Regions from separate parts of the Mus musculus genome. Here region 2 is linked to region 1. The links are chromatin contacts, called in public Hi-C maps. All regions are on one chromosome and are shown on one strand. The core of a region is the stretch at or near the end of the contact, and the rest is flanking DNA. Distances in the headings are between cores, read along the strand shown.

Region 1 (3,009 bases), core at 138-2,637:
ATTAACTATAGAGAAAGACTGACTCTTCTTTTCATAAAATTTTTTTTCTAAGAAACATTCTAACACTTTTCATGTAATTACTGTTCAGTGCTGCATCTGTCAGCCTCAGTTTCTCAAACATGCTTTTGCGAATCCTCCCCCCCACCCCCCACACACACACACTGCTTCAGGGTTTAAAAGCATGTTAAGTTTTCTTCCACAACGGCAATTAAATATCAGATTTCAGATCTGATAATCACTGCATCACAAACTCTTGTGCATTTACAACAAAATATTTACATAATTAACATTAAGTATTGACTCATAACTGAATCCTAACTCTGTAAGGCTGTGTTAGATATGTTACCTTATACCTCATCCCAGGTGCAACAAAAGACAGAAACTCAAGAAGTAAAGGAAACTACTATTGAATTTAAATTAACTCCAAATAATAGCCCTTAAAAAGGCACAGATGAGTCTTCACCAACACCCCATGGACTTTGTGGCCATAGGCAGTTACAACCTTCTTAAACAGCAGCATTAAGCAGATGATTTGCTGAATCAGTCTCTGGTAGCTGGAGAAAACTATGGCAGAGGCCCCTTAACAGTTAGTTCCCTCTTTTCAAAAGGATCTCAATTCAACATCTCCTGTAGCCTCTAGAACGGTGGGTCTTAATCATTCATCTTTGAAAGAGATGTTGCCACGCATACACTACCACATCTTTTCTAATGACGCATATGTGTTATAAACAAATATATTCATTTACCGTACATTTTTATTTACACCTCATGTACTGGTGTTTCTGTAACTTACTGACTTGTCCTTAAGTTTCAAAAACTAGGATATAAATATATTTCCATGTAGAAAAAATGGTTAAAAATAGCTGGGTGGGAGGTTTAAGGAAGTTGCTATAATTTTAAAGACAGAATTAGCTGATATGAAATATATCTACATGTCCTTTCAGAAGTCTAGTGCTTAGTTTTCCTGTGTGGATTACATGTGGCATGTTGTAATCATCCCCTTTTGTTGAGGAAGAAGCAGGCTGGCTAAAGAAATAAGTTTCGAAGAGCATAATGTAAGTGATATAAGTTATTGTTATTCCTAATCAATTGCGTTGGAAGCAGAACTCACCGTAACTTCGATAACCACTTCATTCAGGTCTCAGGTTTCCTGTCCACTCTGGAATGTATATTTCTAAATTTCCCTGGTTTTCTGGAAGTGTGGACTGGTGCAAAAGCTGTTGGTTTAGTTGGGCCAACTCTGATGGTCACTCTTGTCTTTTAATGTATGAAAATCAAATGGTCAGCATGCCAGATGCTTGACATTTCCCACTCTCAAAATCAATCACCAATCTGAACTCTGTGGCGATTACTCAGAGATTCAGAGGTTTGCTGTAAGCAGAGACCATGACCTTGGAACAATTATTTTCTCAAAAGATATTACCAACAATGATGTGAGCCGAATGCCCAGACTGCCCTCCAGCGCATGAATCCCTAGGTAAGAAATGGCTACGAATCTTCCAAAGTAGCCTGGCTTTGGCTTAAATCTCATTTTAATACATTTATATTTCATAAGCTCTGCATTTAGACAGAGGTAAAAGGAGCAGTCAAAGAAAACACTTACTGAAGGACTTCCTGTGTTCTGGTTTCTGTTCTTTTCTATCGATGTGGCAGTGACTCGGCAGTTCAGAACTTGAGGATCTCTGCAAATTGAACAACTCCAGGGACCCACAACTTGGATTCTTTGGCTAGAAATAATAGAGAGTACCTTTTACTAGGAAGAAAGAATACGCGAGTTTTGTGTCTTATCTTGATGCTAAATTTAACCGGTCTTTTGAGTAAGTTAATTTTTGTGTGTGTGTGTGGCTGGGTAACGGCCTGTATTCTAAGCACAGTGTTTATACTGATTCATGCATCCAAATAGTGCTTACTAAATGCTATGAATTATTCAAAGAACTGTACATATATCAACTCAGTTAATCCTCTCAGGAATTCAGCAGGGCCCACACATAGACAACATTACTAGTTCTGAGAAAACAGACAAGGAAAAGATATAGAAGAAGAAAAAACATCTTTCCCAAACTATGCATCGAGTAAATACGAACAGTGTTTAAAGTTTTTCTGGCCTTATATTGTATACTTAAAGATAATAATCCATGTTTTGTTGTCTATATATTGGGGATTCTGTTGATAGTATGGAAAGACAATTTTAATTTGTACAGTTTGATCTTTTAAGAGATATAATGAAAGGTTTTAAATACATTATCCTGTTTTAGAGCATACTAAGAGTTCTCAAGAATATTTTTCCATTATATATTTACATAAGTGAAATAAAATTAAGTCAATAAAAAAGTTTTAAATAATTTAAGCCTTAAAAAACATGTAATCTGAATGCATACTTTGAGCTATTTTTCTAACGTTCTAGGTATTTAATTTTTTTTTTGAGAAGATCATTCTAGCTTAGTTGGAAAATAATAACATTACATGTGAATGATTTTTCCTTGTGGTATTATAACAGTAACTATGGTCATAGATACAAAGATACTTAATTTCCAGAATAACATATGTCAGATACTACAACAAGCAGAAAATATAGTTTTCAAGCACCTGAGTGCTTTTTACAACCTCCAGAAAAAGGAGACCATGCTCTATTCCAGAATAAGAACAGTGCTCGTTTGAAAGATGAAATGATGTCTACCTCACAAATCTTGACGGAAGGAACATTCCTTATGCTTTCTATTAAGCTTAAAATAGCTAGTATCTCTCAGACATAGGATCCATTTACATGTGTGAACCTTATATGCCTGAACAGTAAGATTTAAATGACTACATTTTAATTAAAAAATGTTAACAGCCCAAACAAATACATACCAATCTGTCAATTGCATTTTTGATAGCTTGGAACCAATCCAATATGAGGAAGTCAATATCTGACTGTAGAAGGAACTCATTTCCTGACACTGTTGTGATCTGAGAGGAAAAATGGACAGGTAAGAAGACCATGTTAGATGTATTTCTTACATTAATAAT
Region 2 (3,009 bases), core at 375-2,874, 240 kb before region 1:
AGTCTTTTGTTGAGCAAGTGCAGAAAGCAGGAAACCCAGATGACTATATGTTTGCAATCTGAAGGAGCAAGGACCCTGTGCTGTGTTGTGCAGATTTATATTCTAATTTCTAGTTCTTCCTTGATCATATCAATTTTAAGGGTGTTCTATTGTCTGCTGGACTGCATCTTAGAATAGTGGAATATGAAACATACAAGCCATGTACACACAACACCACTGAGCAGAAGCAAAGCTGTTGGTATATTGCCAAGTTGGAAAAAAAAATAGGCAGCTGCTTTCTTGTTCACAAGCACACAATTCACCACAATCCAGCCTTGATTTCTCTTCTCTTTGGAAAACATACCTATTAAGGTTCCTTTTATTTGTAAAATTAAAAATGAGGTAGTTATTCAACTAATGTACATACTTAAACCTCAATTTGCCTCAGTTTTCTGAACACTATAGATGCCCAATTAGTATTCGCTGATCAAATTAGCCAGGTAATTTATTGACTTCGTTGTTTGATCTCGCACACAAGTCGTGAACAGAGAAATGCTTTAGTAACCAGTAGCCAGCTCTTATGCACATTAAGCAGAGATACCAGGATCTGAAAGCCAAATCTTCCAATGGAGAAGTTGTTGAATGAGTGATAAATATTTGATTAAATGTTGGTCAAAATTGATGTTTATTTTTCATGGGGCATAAGTTTGCTGGGCTAGGGCCCCACTATAGTTGAAATGCTTAAGGGAGCCCCCTGTTGGTTAACCATAGAAATACCGGTCTTCAATGGCCATGTGGCTAAAAGTGATTTGAAACAGAAGCAACACAAGACTCCACATTTGATTAACATAAGTTCCTAAGAACTTTTCCGTTTTTCAAAAAAACCTTAAAGTTTTTTTTTTTGTGTTAAAGTGTATAAAAAGACAATACCAATTTCTAACAAGTAGCTATAAATGTAAGCAATTCAGATATGTTCTAAGCAGAAGTGAACCACGTGGTAAGTTGGTACATATGACAATAGGAGGTTTTAAAACCAGCAAAGGGATCACTGCCGTGACATTTTGCAAAGGCTCTTCTCCTAAAGCCAATTTTTGGCTGAATTAAGAAAGAAAATAAAAATTATGGGTTTTTTTTTTTTTTTTTTTTTTTTTTAGATACTCCAGCCACAGCCCTCTTCCCTGCTAGATATATTCCAGGACTTCAGAAAGAAAAAAAAATGGTAAAGGGATGCAAATGTTTTCCCTTTCCAGCAACATATTTTTCAGAAAAAGTAAACACAGGTTCCTTAGGGAGATTCAACGTGAAGGCTGTTTATTCCATCATTTGAATAGGACGAGACCTGGCCTTTGACTTGAACCACTACCAAATTTCAGACTGTGAGGAAATTGTTCTACATTTCCTGACAAATTGAGTTAAGCAGACATTAAGTGGGCTTTAAGAAAACAAATGGCCATCTTTATCACAGGTGGACACTGATGGCTTAATGGGGCCTGGGCTGATTGTATCACTTCTAATGGCTTGCCGGGAAGCATTAGGGTTTTTGCATAAAGAACTGGCATTGCGAAGCCAGCTAACACAGACCTGTCAAGCGCTCTGTATCCCTTTGTGCACGGAAGCAGATGTTTGTATGTATACTATGAACTGGCATTAGAGCAAGCGACAGATGCCTGTCTGAATGCCAGGTCTGTGAATCTTTACAGCAGGAGCATGTTCTGAGGAGGTGCAGCCCTGCCCTCCGTCATAGGTAATTCCCAGCGGGACTTGCTAAATCCCGGCTCCATTTTCATTATTTGGCTTTCTGAGCAACTGGATGAATGTGTCTATCCTGAAAATGCAAGATGAGAGCCCTACCGAATTCTTGCAGATTTGCAAATAGCTCAGCTGTGTTTTGAACTTGGACTTTGCAGGCAGAGCTTTTGCACTGCAATCGCAACCGACTTACTCAGAGGAGCCGGTGGCATTACAGCTCTCTAATTAAAACTTACTTCAGTGTTTCTCTGCCAGGCTCCCCCCCCCCCCCCTGTATCTCGCTAGATGCCCACCCCAGCTCTCAAGGAAATGCGATTTGAGTTCAGAGGTTTTTCTATTCTGTAACGTTCAAAACTTACACTCTGGTTGTCTGTCAACAATAGAAACAGGTAGCATGCCGTCCGTTAAACAAACACAGTGCCCCCCTCACTTTTATTTGACATTTTATTTGGCTGTGACAAATGAGCAGCAGTTGGATTATAACATAATTTGTCTTGTCTTTATTACCAGCACAAAGGACACCATTCATTAATTATTCTGCCGTTGCAGCTTAACACTGACTGGAAAGGTCCCTCTTCGGACAGATGGCGGGGCCGATGTTATTTATATCAATCAGCCAAAATCCTCAACAAGGATTACTGTTCCTGAGACTACAATGATTTATTTCTTTTTACCTCACCCTCCCTCAACCCCTTCTGCTTTCAGAAATTTCTCTATAAAAACGAAATTTGATGGGAATCTTAAAGCAAAGCCATATTTAACCTGTTAGCTTGCAAAACAACATGCATGCTACATCAGTTTAACTGCGTGACATTAGCTGCATATTTTTAAAACTGCTTGAGGTTTTTGATCTTTCATTCCACAGTAAAAGATTAAGGGAAGGTCTCAGGGCAGCAAGTTCAGAAGTTTGCCTCTTGTGTGACACTGTATTGCAGTGGCCCATGGGACCCTACAGCCCTAATAAGGATATTGAGCTGTCAAGACTTTTTTTTTTTTTTTTTTTTTTTTTTTTTTGTCTCTGTTGAGATGAGATGATGCATTCCATCTCTGCCCATCCAGACCGTGCAGACTTTCTAAAAGATCAGCTGAGGTTTTCGGGCAATAAAAAATAATAACTAAAACAAGCAAAAAGGCAGGAAAACTGTTATCATGTTTGAACTGGGATCAAGCAGAAGAAAGGGAAGGGTACCCTTTGATTTCTCTTCAGTGGACACCTTTGTTTAGCATCCAGAGGTGGTAGCTGGGAAGGGAGAGAGTGGTTTACTTTGCTTATTTGGGCTT

Evidence for each region. Hi-C and Micro-C count contacts between places; a contact is called where the count stands out from the background.
Region 2: a Hi-C map of the N1E-115 cell line shows a contact between it and region 1, with 7 times the contacts expected there. The contact joins the enhancer-like site here to the promoter of Arhgap15os in region 1. A contact is called at or near these places in 4 of 39 promoter capture datasets (frontonasal cranial neural crest, hippocampal neurons, liver and 1 more), 1 of 484 Hi-C or Micro-C datasets (the N1E-115 cell line), 2 of 115 datasets of contacts at active chromatin or transcription factors (embryonic stem cells and fibro-adipogenic progenitors) and 1 of 9 other capture datasets (adipose tissue).

The regions. Positions count from the first base shown.
Region 1 is chr2:44,063,702-44,066,710 of GRCm38.p6, reverse strand. Arhgap15os (Rho GTPase activating protein 15, opposite strand) reads left to right here and starts at 1,387. Exons shown (of 3, transcript NR_040622.1): 1 at 1,387-1,477; 2 at 2,877-2,969. Arhgap15 (Rho GTPase activating protein 15) reads right to left here. Exons shown (of 14, transcript NM_153820.3): 7 at 2,851-2,949; 8 at 1,604-1,727.
Region 2 is chr2:44,304,071-44,307,079 of GRCm38.p6, reverse strand. All of the region lies in intron 12 of Arhgap15 (Rho GTPase activating protein 15), which reads right to left. Among named protein-coding and RNA genes, the nearest start is that of Gm52508, 23 kb to the left of the region's middle. Within about 2 kb of position 1,624, at least 27 of the 459 cell types and tissues checked have an H3K27ac peak or open chromatin away from gene starts, as enhancers often do. A contact at or near this core is called in the N1E-115 cell line, where this site is marked.